Regions from separate parts of the Mus musculus genome. Here all the other regions are linked to region 1. A link is a contact called in public promoter capture Hi-C data. All regions are on one chromosome and are shown on one strand. Each heading gives the region's core, a stretch centred on a gene start, on an enhancer-like site or on the middle of the called end of the contact. The rest is flanking DNA. Distances are from core to core; before and after follow the strand shown. Region 1 holds the start of Arf4 (ADP-ribosylation factor 4). Region 2 holds the start of Nt5dc2 (5'-nucleotidase domain containing 2). Region 3 holds the start of Gnl3 (guanine nucleotide binding protein-like 3 (nucleolar)). Region 4 holds the start of Dcp1a (decapping mRNA 1A). Region 5 holds the start of Selenok (selenoprotein K).

Region 1 (2,797 bases), core at 171-2,670:
TACAGCCACGCTCTGCAGCACTACGGAAACTGAAGCGCTCCATAGGAGTGGGTGCTCAAAATAACCCTTTGCTCCTCACACTCAACAAGCGTCAACATTCAGTGTTCTCGGGGCTTTTTAAAAGGCGTCATTCAGGTCCTTGCAACTCAGCTGTGAGGTAGACTGCTGTACTAAGGAGAGGCCACTTTACAATGCCCAAGCGAAAGGCCTCCGCTGGGCAATAAAACCTGTCACAGCGAGGCAGCTTTTTAAACAAACGATTTTTTTTTTTTTTTGTAGCTCAATTGAGGTGCTTTACAACTATCCGTTTAAAAAAAAAAAAGATTTCGTCTCTAAAAGCTTTTGGATTTTATTATTATCCAGGCCAAATGGATAAGATTCGTATGAAAGAGCAAAGATAGCAAACCAAACAGGTTTAGAACTGAAAGACAGCCATGGGATAACTTTCATTTTCACAGAATAGGCTTCATAATCACGAGAAAAGAAAGTCGAATCCAGAGCAAGGCAAAGTTAAGCAAAGTGAGCTCAGAAGTCTCCGGACTTTTTTTCCGAATCTTGGGTAGCACCAAGTGTGACTTCGCCACAGTGGGCCTGGTCACTTCCTGCCCCAGGCGGCTCCTGGCCCGGGCCACATACCGATGGTTGTGTGCACAGGGCGTACACGACCAAGAAAGGGGGAGGAGGAGGAAGGCTGGAATAGGCCAGCTTCACTCTCGACCGCTGCCCACCGCCAGGGAAGTGAGGTGGAAGGAAGATTGCACCCTGAGAACGGCACCTTTAGAATGAGCTCCGCCAGTGTGAGCTAACCCTACATCTATCTCCGCTCAATCTCCCCAGGCTCTCAATTACAGCAGGAAGAGAAAGGCACGTAAAGCCAGGAGCGAGGAAATCTGGCCCAACTCTCTGGCTCAGCCTCTGTGGGAAACAAACCCCTCGCCCCTCGCCCCCATTGTTCCCCGAACGATGCTTCTTGATCGCCCTCCCCCACCGCAGCCGGAGAAGGCTGGGCGCCGGGCCACCGGCTGGCGAAGACACATGGCCTTCCCCGGCCCCGGTCCCTCACTCACCCATCAAAATGCGCATCTGCTTCTTGCCGAACAGGCGCGAGAAGAGAGAGGAGATGGTGAGGCCCATAGCGGTGGTGGCACTTGACGGTCAAAAGGAGGGGGTCTGGTGCGCCCTCGGGCCTTCACGGTTCCGGCTCACAACCGAGTGGGCGGAGGAGAAAACGCTGAAGACCTGTCTCGCTGGCTGGAGTGTCGGCGAAGCCGCGGGACAGGACGTAGCGGGACCGGGACCTGCTAGGCGTCTGGTGCGGTGGCTCCGGCGCGGCGTTAAGTGTTCGGCTGTGCCACGTCACACGGCGGCCGCGGAGACTCAGGCGGCGGCCCGCCCGCTCCAACGCGGACAGAATCGCGTCAGCGCTGCCCCACCCCCCTGCGTTGCAGGCGCCGCCCGGGCCACCGCGCCTGCGCGCAATGGGCCTGAGCCCGCTACGCCGACGTGCGAACTACCGGACGTGGAGCCCAGCGAAGACGGTTGGCACAGGCAGACGGAAGGACAGGCGGGCTCCCATGAGTCCTTGCTGCATCTCGTCCAATGGGGTTCGAGGTGAGTGGCTTCCGCCCGGATGAATAGTAGTAGTCCAAGGTTCGGGTAGGCGAGATGTGCATTGTGGGCTGAGTGGTGACGTTCTTGCTGACCTCTGGGTGACTTCTTCACGGGAGCCTCGGTGGTTTCCCACTCCCACAAATGTAATCAAATCTTGCAAGCAACCAGTAAGTTTGTCACAATGAAGGAACGAAGATGGACCCTGTTTTAATAAAAAATTTCCAGGCTGGGTAGGGACATGCGATGAGACGGATTTCATGTGAAATATCCTTAGTAGCTCGCTGCTCACAGCAAGCAGGGATAGGAGATCCAAAGACAACCCGCACAACAAAGGAAAGTCTTTACTCGCATAGACTTAATTTTATTCATTTTTTGAAAAAAACTTATAGACATCTAAAGTATCCCTCTAAGGATAAAGGGGTCTCTGATTTTTGCAGTTGGGTGAAAGTATTAGTAATTAAAGCGTGGCTGGCCTTCACAAGGGCAGCATCTGATTCTAGCTTCTCCAGAGAGAATTAAAAACAGACCTGCTGGCAGAGTAAAGGTGGAAAACTCCTAGGCATGACGCCAAGAATCATCAGAATGCTATGACGGTTTTCCATCCGCTTCCAGTACTGAGGATGGAACCCAGGATTTCAAAGCTTGCTAAGAGCGTTCTACCACTGTGGACAGTTTTCCTTTTGAGATGACAAACTGCTCTCGAATTTGTGATCCTCCTACATCACCCTCCAGAATGGCCAGGTTTCTTGGCTTGTACCACCACACCCAGTAGAGTACTAATTTTTTGAGAGGTCAACTAAAGACTGCGTTTCTGAAACAGGAACCTTGTCTGTCCTATTCATTCCTATTATTCCCAGAATAATAATGAAGAATTTACTACCGTTTTACTGGTTACAAAATACGATGTAGGGGGGAAGCAAATTATCTAAGAATGTCACCTTATAACTATTGCTAAAGTTTACCGTTAGTAGCGCCCACAATCCTACCCTTCCTAGTTAGTGTTCACCAGCTCTTAAGTATTTTCTCTAGGAAGGTACTTTTTGTTTGAGCAGTTCTCTATTTCTTAGGTTCAATGTGTGATGTCTTCTGTTCAGAAATAAGGCTTCCTATTTAATGTTATTGGCAAGAGCCCACCGTTCCTCTTGTCTGAAAGCATTAAGGAAACAGAGAACTTGGCATACTGCAA
Region 2 (2,797 bases), core at 102-2,601, 4.5 Mb before region 1:
ACTAGGGGCAGAACGTTGACTTCTTAAATAATCCTGGTCACCCTGCAATATTCCCAATCCTTAAGAGCAACCATTCTTGAGAGGTCTCAAGTAATCTGACTGCAGCACGTCAAGAGGTGAACTCTGGCCAGCGTCCAGCTCTCCTCACAGCTGGAGTGGAAACCCTAGTCCAGTCACAGCTGGAACCTCCCTGTCAGGGCTCCTCTGTCTTATCAGACAATGCAAGCCACCTCACCTCTGGGGCTTCCTGCAGAAGGTCCCCAGGCTCCTGCTTGGCCTTGTTCTTTCTGAGTCATCAACGAAATTCTGGGACAGAACACTGAGGGTCTTCAGAGGGTGTGAAGCCGAGGGCCACCCTGCTGGGCAGTGATAGGGGTCACAGCCCAGACCACATCTATCGGCTGAAGAGGCAGGGCCCCACCAGACCAATGGACAGATGTTCGGCGCTCAGATCTCCAGCCTCATCAGCCCATTCCAAGGGAATGATTAGGAGAGGGTTAAGTGCCTTGTGCAGTTCTATCTGAGATATAGCAACTCCCGAGGGATTGCAGGGGGGGGGGGGGGGCTACAGTAACTTTTCTGTTCCTCCGAGTGTTTAGAGTGCAGTAGACCGCCAGAGACAAGCCAAGAGGTGCCTGCAGTGTCCGTCTGGTGTCACCTTACGTCGTGCCATCTGTGAACACGGCTCAGTCAGTCTTTGTCCACACACTGCAACTAAGGGCCAGAGGAGAACGAGGGACTGGGAGGGGTTCTACCGCTACTGCCCGCAGATTGGACTCAGGAGCAAGACCATGGGGGCCGCGTGCGCAGCGGCCGCTCCAGGCATTCCAAGCTTCTGCCGCCAGAAGACAAAAAGCCCCACTCGCCCCAGGAGTAGCGGTGTCCTGCAGAGACACCTCCTAACAACCCGATGGAGCCTTTTCTAAAACGCCATTTAGCCCTCAGGTTTTGGGACCCCGGCGAGCCCCACCAAGCGTCCTTCACCCCGGTCGGTGCCCTGGCCGTCTGTTGGGCACCGTTCGTCTGACGACCTACGGCTCACTGCCCACCCGGCGTCACCCACCGTGCACCAGCCTCCGCATGTCCTGGTAACGAGCCCATAAGTGCGCGCTGAGGTCCGCGCCGTCTGCGGGCGCCGAGCGCGGGGTGCTGGGGCAGTGGGCTCCGGGACCCGGCGGGCCGCAGCCAGGGCAGGAGGGTGAGGACGAGGCGGCCCGCGGTCCGCTGTGGCCTCTGCACAGCAGCAAGCGCCTAGCTGTCGCCCGCAGTCCGGCACCCGCCATGCCCCCTGCGCGCTGCCCCGGCCGCCCTCCGCCCGTCCGCTGGCCCGCCTGCCCGCCGCTCTCCGACTGCCCGCCCGCCACCGTGGCCGCGTGCTTCTCAAGGCGGCCGGCCAATGGGGGAGGCGCGCGGAGCCCATCCGGCCAATGGACGCACCACTCGGCCCAGGGGGCGGGAGGTCTCCGGGACGGGGCGGAGCGGGCTCCGACCCCCGCCTCCTTGTCCCCTGCTCGGCTCAGGGGCTCTGCGCCCCCCTTTGGTCGTCTCGGTGGCGATGGCGGTACCTTTCCTCCCTTGAGCGGGAAGTCGCAGAGCCCCGGGTCTCCGCGAGATCCTGGACGGCCGAGGAGCAAGAGCGCTCGAGTGTACTGCTCTTCCTTTGCCCAAGGGTCTTTTTGCCCCTCCCCTGCTCTTCTGTCCTATTCTTTCCAGACCAGTTCTCCTGCCCCGGGGCCTCGTGCCCCTGCCCCAGTTTCTGACTGACTGCACGTTCCACTGGAGCTGAGGTCGCTAAGACAACAAGAGCTCTACTTGCTTTCAGTACCAGTCCCAAGCTGGCTAAGACCACTTGGCCTGATGGGCAGCTGACGCCTGCTGAGGCAGCATTTTCTTTGTATTGCCTGGTACCCAACCCAGGTGATCGACTTAAATGAGGAGCCTATCTACTGGGCATACGCTTCTGGCTGTGGGCCAGGATCACTGCAGCCACCAGGTTTTGGCGGCTGTAAAAGGATGGGCCAGACGGTGCAGGCCCCCAGTTGAATTGCCATGGTTTTTTTCAAGCGCTGTCTCAATGAAATTCTTTTCATTCCATCCACTTCTGTTTTCTTAGCTTGCAGGTGTACACTAGGAAAGGCTGGGCCCAATGTCCATTGTTGGTGGTGAGTTGCCCAACTGAACACACGTGGCTGTTGGGTTTAAGGTTGTGTGTAATGTGTACGTTTGTAGTTTGCCTGTACCTATGCTGAGGATCGGGTGTATCAGATTCTGGTCTGGGTAGTCATGGATGCCGAAGGGTGGGCTTATGGGTGGACCCTTGTAGGTCCATTGACCTAGGTGGGCTGTGAAGACCTGGCCACATGTGGATTCCTTCCAAGTGGATGACACTTTACAAGTTTCAGTCCTCAGATCCAAGAGAAATGGCACCAAGTGCCAGGCGTTCACTGTGTGTGGCTTCTCCAGTAGGTACCTCCAGGCAGGCTGCGCTTAGTCAGCTGTTTATGACCCCCCCCCCTCTTTCTCTGCCTTCATGGTTCCCTCACTGCCTCTATTCCTTCCCCAATAAACTCCTTTCATACCAGATTTGTTGCACAGCATAATTTCTCAGGGGCATACCTTGGCATGGGCCCACCAGGCCTCCTCGCTGCAATCTGTCATTTAATTCTGTTTTTTTTTTTTTTTTTTTTGATACAGGGTTTCTCTGTGTAGCCCTGGCTGTCCTGGAACTCACTCTGTAGACCAGGCTGGCCTCGAACTCAAGAGATACGCCTGCCTCTGCCTTCCAAGTGCTGGGATT
Region 3 (2,797 bases), core at 167-2,666, 4.4 Mb before region 1:
GGTGCATCTGCACATACAGGTGTTACTGTTTTAATCCCAAACATGTCTTCAGCAGTTACTATCCTCACTTCCCCCACCCTCCAGCAGTGGCACACGCCTGTAAACCCAGCATTCAGGAGACTGAGGCGGGTGATCCAGAAGTCTGAGGTAAATCTAGCAGCAAAGTAAGGCCACTTCAAAGATAAACGAGGATACTTTCCAATCTTTCATTTTGGATCTTAAAAACTACTAAAGCAAAAGCTATGTTCCTCAACATCTGGAATCCAATATGCTTCTGAATTACTTTGGGGGGAAAAGCCTACTACCAAATGGGTTAAGAAAGAAACGTATAACCACTTTTTTGTTTTAATGGCAGGTCTCACTATGTAACCCAAGTACACTGGAACTTGCGATACTCCCAACTCAAGAGCTAGAACAGGTGTTTTCTACTGTGCCTGGCTCCTACAGTAAGTTTTGAAAAGTTTGGATTAAGATAGCATATTCCACCATACGCTTCTATAGTTAGTCCTCGAATTCCTACATCCGGTCTATTGTGTATTTGTCATTTGTTTTCCAGGAATTTTATATTTTTGTCCCCCCTTTGATATCAAATTTTCTTAAAATAAGACTCACTTCTTCAGAAAACAAAATTTTGAAACGGAAAATACTTTTAAAACCAGAAAATACAGTTTACAAAAACTCAACTCGTCGTGACGGTACAAATGAGAAGCTTAAGTACCTAGCCTGTAAATAAGTAAGTCTCTCTGACAAAAACAAAAAAATATTCCGTTTGGGCGATCATTGGGAAAGAAAAAAACAAAAACAAAAACTCAATAGGGAGTTTTTTGCCGAACGCACAAGAAACCAAAAAAAAAAAAAAAAAAAAAAAAAAAAAAAAAAAAAAAAAGAGGCCTTGAGAGGCGGAGGAAAAGAAGAGTTCGCCCGACCTGTCACTGGTTCTGGGGCTAAAGGAAACGTTGACAGCTTTGAAGGCGGCCCGCGACGGGCGGGAAAGAGCAGCGAAGGGAGTTTCCGGGCCCTGCTCTGCCTTTGTCCCGGCGGCAGGTGCGGCCGGGCTGCTGGGCCCTGTCCCGAGGCCCCGCCGCCGTGCCGTGCCGCGCCCCGCCCCGCGCCCTGCCCGACCAGCGCGTCCGCACCACGGGGCGGGGCCTCCGCCGCGACTCCCGCCCGCCCGCCCGCCCGCCCGGGCCGACACAAAGGCCCGGCAGCCGGCCGAGGAGGGGCGGCCCCGCCCGCCCCGGGCCCGGCCTTACCCCGCCGCTCCGCCGCCTGCAGCCCCGGCTGCGGTCCCCGACCGCCGAGCCCCGCCCCGTGGCCGCCACGGCTGCTAGCGCTCCTCTGGCCGCGGCCGTCTCTCCGGCACCCGCCGCCCTCACCGCCCTCACCCCTCCCAGTGCTGCCGTAAATCCAACCTGTGGCCGCCAGGCGAGCCCGGCTCGGCGCGACAGTGTATGTGTGTGCGCGCGCACTCGGCCCGGCCCCGACACACTTTCCGGCAGGTCCTGGAGCGCGTGACGTTGAACCGCAGTTCCAGTTCGCACGTGGCGCCCGAGAAGTCGTGGTGATCCCGAGACCTCCTCTGCTCCTGAAGCGTCCGCGGCCAGGATGAAGAGGCCTAGTGAGTGGGGTCGGGAGCGAAACGCGCGGGTGGTGCTTTGTGGCTGGAGGGAGAGGACTCTCCATAGGCCATTGATGAGTTCCGCGTAGATCTGATGCTTAGAAGGCCCAGACCCAAATTTGGCCTGTTGTATAGCAGGAGAGCTAAGCCCTTGAGAGGAAAACCGAGCCAGATTTCTGTGATTAACGTGTTTGAGCCTCTTTTCGAGCCTGCCGTTTTCCTAGAACTATTCAGAACCATGGTCTTTCGGCCTTGGTGGCACGCGCCCTAATCATGTACACGAAGGATGACGCAGTAAGATAGAAAGTTTGCAGCCAGCCTGGGCTGTATACTGAAACCATGGCTTAAAAATTAAAAAAAGAGCCTGGCCGTGTTGGCGCACGCCTTTAATCCCAGCACTTGGGAGGCAGAGGCAGGCGAATTTCTGAGATCGAGGCCAGCCTGGTCTACCAGGACAGCCAGGGCTACACAGAGAAACCCTGTCTCGAAAAAATAAAAATAAAGAAAGAAACCTTGATATTTGTAGTGCTTTCCTCTAGAAGCTGCTTCCATTGTGGGTCCACCGAGTCGAATTGACTGGCGTTGTGGTGTGATTTCCATTAAATACCCTGCATAACTTTGCAGGGACGGTTGAGGCAAGATCTATGTTGCCCGGGATAGCCTTATTGTTGTAGGCCCCCATGGCCTGATAAAACAATCTCTTGAGGGCCAGGAATATGGCTATAAACACTTGCCACTAAGCCTTACTGTCAAGAGTTCAAACTCATATGATAGGTAGAACTGACTCCTGGAAATTGCTTTCAGACCTACACACAAAATAAGTAAATGAAACATTTTGGGTATGGAGTGAAGACCCAGGGTTGTCCCAGCCCACGTGGCAGCTCCATGCTGTCTGTAGAAGGACAAGTGATGAAGCCCTCTTGTGGCTTCCTTTGCAAGAACACTACATGCACGTGGTTGGTCTGCTGACAAGAGAGGGCAAAACATCCATATAGGTGATGTGAGAAATTTAAAACACTCACTGCTCATGTGTGCAGTCTTTCTCTTTCTTTGTTTTGGCAGAGTTAAAGAAAGCGAGTAAACGTATGACCTGCCATAAGCGATATAAAATTCAAAAAAAGGTAAGTGTTCTGTGAGGCCCATAGCAAGTGGGGTGCTAACATGGCTTTCTTCATCTCT
Region 4 (2,797 bases), core at 184-2,683, 3.8 Mb before region 1:
ATGATGCACAGCTGTGCACCATTGAGCTAAATCCCTACCCTTGGGAAATTTTCTTATAAGATCCTTTGTTTCATTTCTGGAGGATTTAGGAATATTTTCACAAGTTACACATTTTGCGGTTACCAAACACAATTTATTATTTTCAGAACTTTGTTAAGAATCATGGATAGAAACCATTCTCTGCCTTAGGCAAATTTGGTAGGGTTTTAAAATAAACAACTGAAAATGTGACTAAGAAATTGTAACTCGGGGTGGGTATATAGCCCAGTGGTAGAGGAACAGTGCCTGCCTGCTATCAGGGGGTCTTGGGTTTGAGTTCCTGTACTACAAGAAATAAACAAGAAAATCGAACATTAGTATTCTTTCTTTTGCTGCAACAGCGTTAACTCGGGTTTTCAGCGCAGGTGTTGAGCTTTAATGTTCTAAAACCGAACCTCTGTATAGCCCAATGAGTGAATGAGGAAAAACGGAGCACAAGAAAAGGGGCCGTGTACACAGGTGCTTCGAGTTGAGGTTAACTAGAATCTGCGAGTAGACAAAGTAACTTCTGCAACTCTATGCCACTCACACAATCCCAAAAGAAGGGAGCCATCAAAGGTCCTAGCACTGGTCTCTTTTTCTTGCAAACGTCTCCAAGGAATCCAGTTCTTACTGAAGTAGCCTTGAAAATTTTCCTCAAATTCCAGAGATACAGAGTAGTTCGACTAAAGCTGGTCTAACTCCTGAAGCTGATTTTTAAAGCTTCAAATCCAAACCATCACATTTAGGTCGGCAGGGAAAGAGGAGCGGACTCTTCCATCAAGTACATGTATCTAAGAGTCCTCAAAGTCTTCAAACACAGGCTTTCACTCACTTGTTAAAATTAACTTGTCTCATATTTTACCAATGCAACCTCAAGCCCCGAGAACCGACCCAAAAAGACTGATCCTGCCTCGTTTCTCTCCTCCATCCGATTTCCCTGCTCTGTCTCTGGTCTACTCCTTCCGCTACATTCTTTCAATTCCGCGTGCCCCGGTCACCTCTTTGGCTCCGGACCCGGTTTTGGGAGAGGTCCCGGCCTCGCCTTTGCGGTCCTGGGCTCCTGCTTCTCTCCCCCACCCCCAATCCTCAGCTGTCTGCGCGGTCCCTTTAAGAGGCGGCAGCGGCCAGGCTGGCCTTGTCCCCGGCCGGGCCTCACTCACCCACTGGTTGGCTTTGGGGCAGAAAGTGTACAGGGCGACCTGGCCCGTGAGGTCTGCGATGCTGGTGATATAGGGGTCGTGTTGTTTCAAGGCCGCCAGACTCATCTCTTGCTCAGCTCGACTCAACAACTCCATCTTGGATCTCAGAGCCGAGCCCCTCCGGCGGGGGCGGACTGTGGAACAGGAAAGTGCCATCCAGGCAAAGTTCCCCCAGCTCAGTCAGCCCTCCACTTCCGCCTACCGGCCCAGCCTTGCCGAGCGTGGTACTTCAGCTAATCTCATCCGCTGCTCCTGTGCGCCAGGAGCCCTGGTTCCGATTTTCTTCGGGCCGCGTCTGCCGGAAGAGACAGGCCCCCGCGCCTGCGCGGTGGAGCCGTGAGCTGATAGTCCGGAGACCTCTCTCACCTGGCGGGGTGTGAACCGGTTCCCTGAATGAACCTGACTCCTGCCGGGGAGGCTGCACCCCAGCGCAGTCCCTAACTCGGGTTCCGGCGCAGAATCGAAATGCTTGCTGCTGAGGACATGAGGTCTCCACGTACCATTTAGAAAACTCAGACCTGGCTGGAGAGATGGCTCAGCGTTTAAGAGCACTGACTGCTCTTCCGAAAGGTCCTGAGTTCAAATCCCAGCAACCACATGGTGGCTCACAACCATCTGTACAGCTACAGTGTACTCATATACATAAAATAAATAAATCTTTAAAAAAAGAAAAAAGAAAACTCAGTCCAAATGAGGAAGGGGAGCTGTCCGTCACTTCTGACCTCAGAGTGCACCTTCACTCTTAACAGTTTGGTAACTTTTGAAAGAAATGTTTCAAAGCAGCCAAACTAGCCTGCCTGGAACTACAATAGACTTGGCCTACCCTCTTTTGCTCGTCTTTTTCCTCATCTGGGTCCCAGATAAATATTTCTATTGTTCTATAGAGACGTCTATTATTTAAAATAGTAAGTAGATCTCTTTTAAAAAGAAAACATTTATTGGGCATTTTAAGGGATCAGGAAGTACTAAGAGGTAAAGCAAAGTGCTCAGGCTGTTTTCATTGAGTTGCTTTAAAAACCATCGTTTCTCTTTATTGAAGACATCTCAGCACAAATGAACATTTTTGAAAGGATAAACTTTACATTTTCTCAAAGTACCCCCACATATTTGTGTTGCTTGTGGTTTTACATACTAATGGAAGGGCAAACTTTACATTCTTGACAGAACCGCGTGTGAAGCAACTACAAAAGCTGGAACAGCCGCCTATCGGTTATTCACCCTTCACTTCTGTACACACTCACTGATCTTATTGAGTGGTTGCCAGCTCCGAGCTTCCAACTCTTTTGGCTCTAGGAGAAACTAAACGCAAGCAAACAGCCCCATGATAGATGTCTCTCTTTGAATTCCAGAGGGTGGCGTCCTTATTGCCATCTGAGCCAGGAAAGGTAGTGAAGGAACCTCACTACCAGTTCCAGCATGGCAGGCAAGGTTCTGGCAGACCTTGCTCTTCTCCCCTTTTCCCTCTGCCTTGCTAAAAACTGTTAGATTTTATTCCTAACACTAGCCACCAAGGTCTAGTCCCTAATTTAGCCACTTCTTTCTCCTGAGGCCGACTACCAAAGTCCAGCTATAAAAGT
Region 5 (2,797 bases), core at 205-2,704, 3.3 Mb before region 1:
CTTTCAGTATGTAATTCTCGGAGGCGAACTCATTCTAGGCATCTCTTTGCCATCTCCTTCTCACTGGTAAAATGCACATGACATTTTAGTGGCGAGATGGATGCAGCAGAAGAACACTGATCACTTTTGAGTGCATAGCTGTATGAGCTAGTGACCTAAATTGCAAATAACAGAATCTGCGAGCGCTCGAAACTGAAGATGGAATGATGATGCTTCCTGTAGTGCCCATCACACCACCTATCCCAAAGCTTTGTAATCAGGAGGTGAAATCCTGAAAAAAGCCGAGAAATTCAAAGTGCTCTCAGCCCTAAGACTTCTGCTAATCGCCCTACTCTCTAGAGATACAGAGATGAATCTGATACAACCACACCTATTTCCAGGGCCCCAAGAGAGTCTTGTAGAAATGCGCCAAGGAGTCTCACCTAAGTCACACAGGTGGGCAGATGGTTCTGGCACTGATACGACCTTCTCAGGCTGTATTTTTTTCTTTTCCAGTAATTGGAGACTTGCTTCCCAAGTTCTTTCAAACTGGGTAAAGTCTTGGGCTTAGGACTAGCTACACTTTTAGGGGAGAAAAATCTGTCACAACTTTTGTATTGCCTGGCGTGGTGGTGCTTGCCTTTAATTTAATCCCACTACTCCGGAGTCAGAGGCAGGAGGATCTTTGGGAGTTAGTGGCCACCTTAGCGTACACAGTGAGTTACAGGGCAGATAAAACTACAAAGTGAGACCCTGTCTCCAGATTTTATTTATTTTTTTCATATTCTTGCTAGTCCTGCATCACCACCATCGCCATCATTATTGTACGCATTATAGAGGCAGTATGGTAGGTAATACTGGAGCCAACCTGAGTTCAATTTAACCTAAATTTCATATTGCCTTTGTGATCTTTAGCGAGCTAGTCAATCTATGTCTCAGTCTGCATCCGAAAAACAGGGATAGAAATACACCATCTGAATAGAACAGTTACAAGGATGAAAGAGATGCTAGGCAAAGAACGCGGCTCTAGCGGCCCAAACAAAAGCGCGTTGTATCCGGACCGGGTTAGCGTCTCTGTCATTCCCGGGTTAAGGACACCCGCGCCCGGGATCACTATCGCAAACCCACAATCGGAAAATTGGCTGTACCAGGAGGCTTCAGGGTCCCCCAGCGGCACCCGGGGACCTTCTGGGCTGCGCCTCGGCTCCCACCGCCTCCGCTTCCCACTCCTTCCGGCCACTGGTGTGGGGGAGGCCGCCCCAAGCTCAGGACCCGGCGAGTCAGGACAGAAGCGGCCCAGGGTAAGGCTCTCACTCACCATTCGAGATGTAAACCATCTTCCCTCCGGTTGCCTGCTTCCTAGCGACAGAGAAGACCGGACGCCCCTGTTGTCGCCGTACCTAGCCTCCCGCCCCGCCCTGTACGTCACAGGCCACTGACAGACCCAAGTCAGGCTAGAGGTGGGTCGAGCCCATTGGCTGCTGGGAGACCACTCCTGACTAGAGGTTCCGCCCAGTCACACAAGTAACTTCCGCTGGCGTGGATACTGCCTGAGTCAGGAGACCGGATATGACGTCTAGGAGAAACATTGTTTGAGGGTCCTTTTCCCCACCCCCCTCACTTGGTTCCGGTTTGACCGAGAGTCTTTGAGGCCACAGCACTGCCGACCGGAAGTTGCTTGCTAGTTGGCAGACACGCGCAGGGTTCGGGTCCGAGGTGGCTCGAAGGGCTTGGAGGGCGGAACGTTCCTCAGCTTTCCAGATGTGTTGCTGTCTTTTGGAGTGGCAGGGAGAGGCTCTGAGGCGGTGTCTGGGACATGAAGAGCTTTAACCATCAGGTTTTGCTGAACTCACTTTTAAGTCCCTCTGGACCGTATTCCCTTTAAGCCGGTTATTTCTGCTCTCAGTTTATTTGTTTTGCTTTTTTGAAACAGGACTCACACTGTATTCCTGGCTCTGAGCTCACATTGTAGACGAGGCTGGCCCTAAACGCAAAGATCTGCCTGCCTCTGCCTCCGTAGCGCAGGGATGAAAGACAAGCCTCACCACACCCAGCTGGTTTTTGTTTTTGTCTTTTGTCTTGTTTTTGTTTGTTTTTGATTTGGGATCTGTGTATCCCAGGCTGCCCTTGAACTCACTTTGTAGACCAGGCCTATACCAGTACTCATGTGGCATAGGCAGGTGGATCTGTATAAGTTCAAGAAGTGGAATTTGTTATTTTTCGAGACTGTTTTTCTGTGTAGCCCTGGCTGCCCTGTAACTAGCTCTGTAGAGCAGGCTGTTCTTGAACTCAGAGATCCACCTGTCTCTTGCCTCCCAAGTGCTGGGACTAAAGGTGTAACCAACACCCAGCTAAGAAGTGGCATTTTTAATAGCTGTAGAGACACAACTAGGGAAAATCAAATGAACTTCAGAATGACAATTTCCTCTGCTTGTCAGCATTGTAGACGTGACATATGCGTTAGAAGGCAGGTCTTGGGCATCCAGTAAGTTTGAAGAAAATTCCTTGCTGCCCCTGTTGTGTTTCCTTTGTGGTGCGGGGAGTGGGGGTGAGGAGAGGGGAAGGGAGGAATGAGGTGTGCAGTCAGTACAGAAAGGGAGAGTTGGGTGTTTTCCACCTTATTGGACTGGCTAGGGAGCTCTGGCCATCTGCCTGTCTCATCCTCCAGGATAGGTCTGAGTTGTGTGCAACCACTGTTGGCTTTTACATGACTGCTGGGGATTCTAAAATCCAGGCCCTCATGTCTGTGTAGCAGTCACTTTACCCACCGAGCTCTCTTCCCAACCTGGGTCCGTGATTTTTCTCAAGGGCCTTTCTA

What was found. Promoter capture Hi-C pulls out the DNA fragments that hold promoters and counts their contacts.
Region 2: a contact with region 1 is called in a promoter capture Hi-C map of pre-B cells, with 2.4 times the contacts expected there. The contact joins the promoter of Nt5dc2 here to the promoter of Arf4 in region 1. A contact is called at or near these places in 2 of 39 promoter capture datasets (cranial neural crest and pre-B cells).
Region 3: a contact with region 1 is called in a promoter capture Hi-C map of pre-B cells, with 3 times the contacts expected there. The contact joins the promoter of Gnl3 here to the promoter of Arf4 in region 1. A contact is called at or near these places in 4 of 39 promoter capture datasets (cranial neural crest, hippocampal neurons, liver and 1 more), 1 of 484 Hi-C or Micro-C datasets (muscle stem cells) and 1 of 9 other capture datasets (liver).
Region 4: a promoter capture Hi-C map of liver shows a contact between it and region 1, with 2.6 times the contacts expected there. The contact joins the promoter of Dcp1a here to the promoter of Arf4 in region 1. A contact is called at or near these places in 3 of 39 promoter capture datasets (frontonasal cranial neural crest, liver and pre-B cells).
Region 5: a promoter capture Hi-C map of pre-B cells shows a contact between it and region 1, with 2.7 times the contacts expected there. The contact joins the promoter of Selenok here to the promoter of Arf4 in region 1.

Annotation. Positions count from the first base shown.
Region 1 is chr14:26,636,757-26,639,553 of GRCm38.p6, reverse strand. Arf4 (ADP-ribosylation factor 4) reads right to left here and starts at 1,420. Exons shown (of 6, transcript NM_007479.4): 1 at 1,068-1,420. The coding sequence starts at 1,134.
Region 2 is chr14:31,129,643-31,132,439 of GRCm38.p6, reverse strand. It overlaps Nt5dc2 (5'-nucleotidase domain containing 2), which reads right to left and starts at 1,351. Exons shown (of 14, transcript NM_001374087.1): 1 at 1,064-1,351. The coding sequence starts at 1,283.
Region 3 is chr14:31,017,750-31,020,546 of GRCm38.p6, reverse strand. Gnl3 (guanine nucleotide binding protein-like 3 (nucleolar)) reads left to right here and starts at 1,416. Exons shown (of 15, transcript NM_153547.6): 1 at 1,416-1,618; 2 at 2,681-2,739. The coding sequence starts at 1,606. Pbrm1 (polybromo 1) reads right to left here and starts at 1,409. Exons shown (of 33, transcript NM_001081251.1): 1 at 1,254-1,409. RefSeq lists an enhancer at 678-706.
Region 4 is chr14:30,478,201-30,480,997 of GRCm38.p6, reverse strand. Dcp1a (decapping mRNA 1A) reads right to left here and starts at 1,433. Exons shown (of 10, transcript NM_133761.3): 1 at 1,182-1,433. The coding sequence starts at 1,376. It also overlaps a transcript of Cacna1d not described here.
Region 5 is chr14:29,967,037-29,969,833 of GRCm38.p6, reverse strand. It overlaps Selenok (selenoprotein K), which reads right to left and starts at 1,454. Exons shown (of 5, transcript NM_019979.2): 1 at 1,298-1,454. The coding sequence starts at 1,316.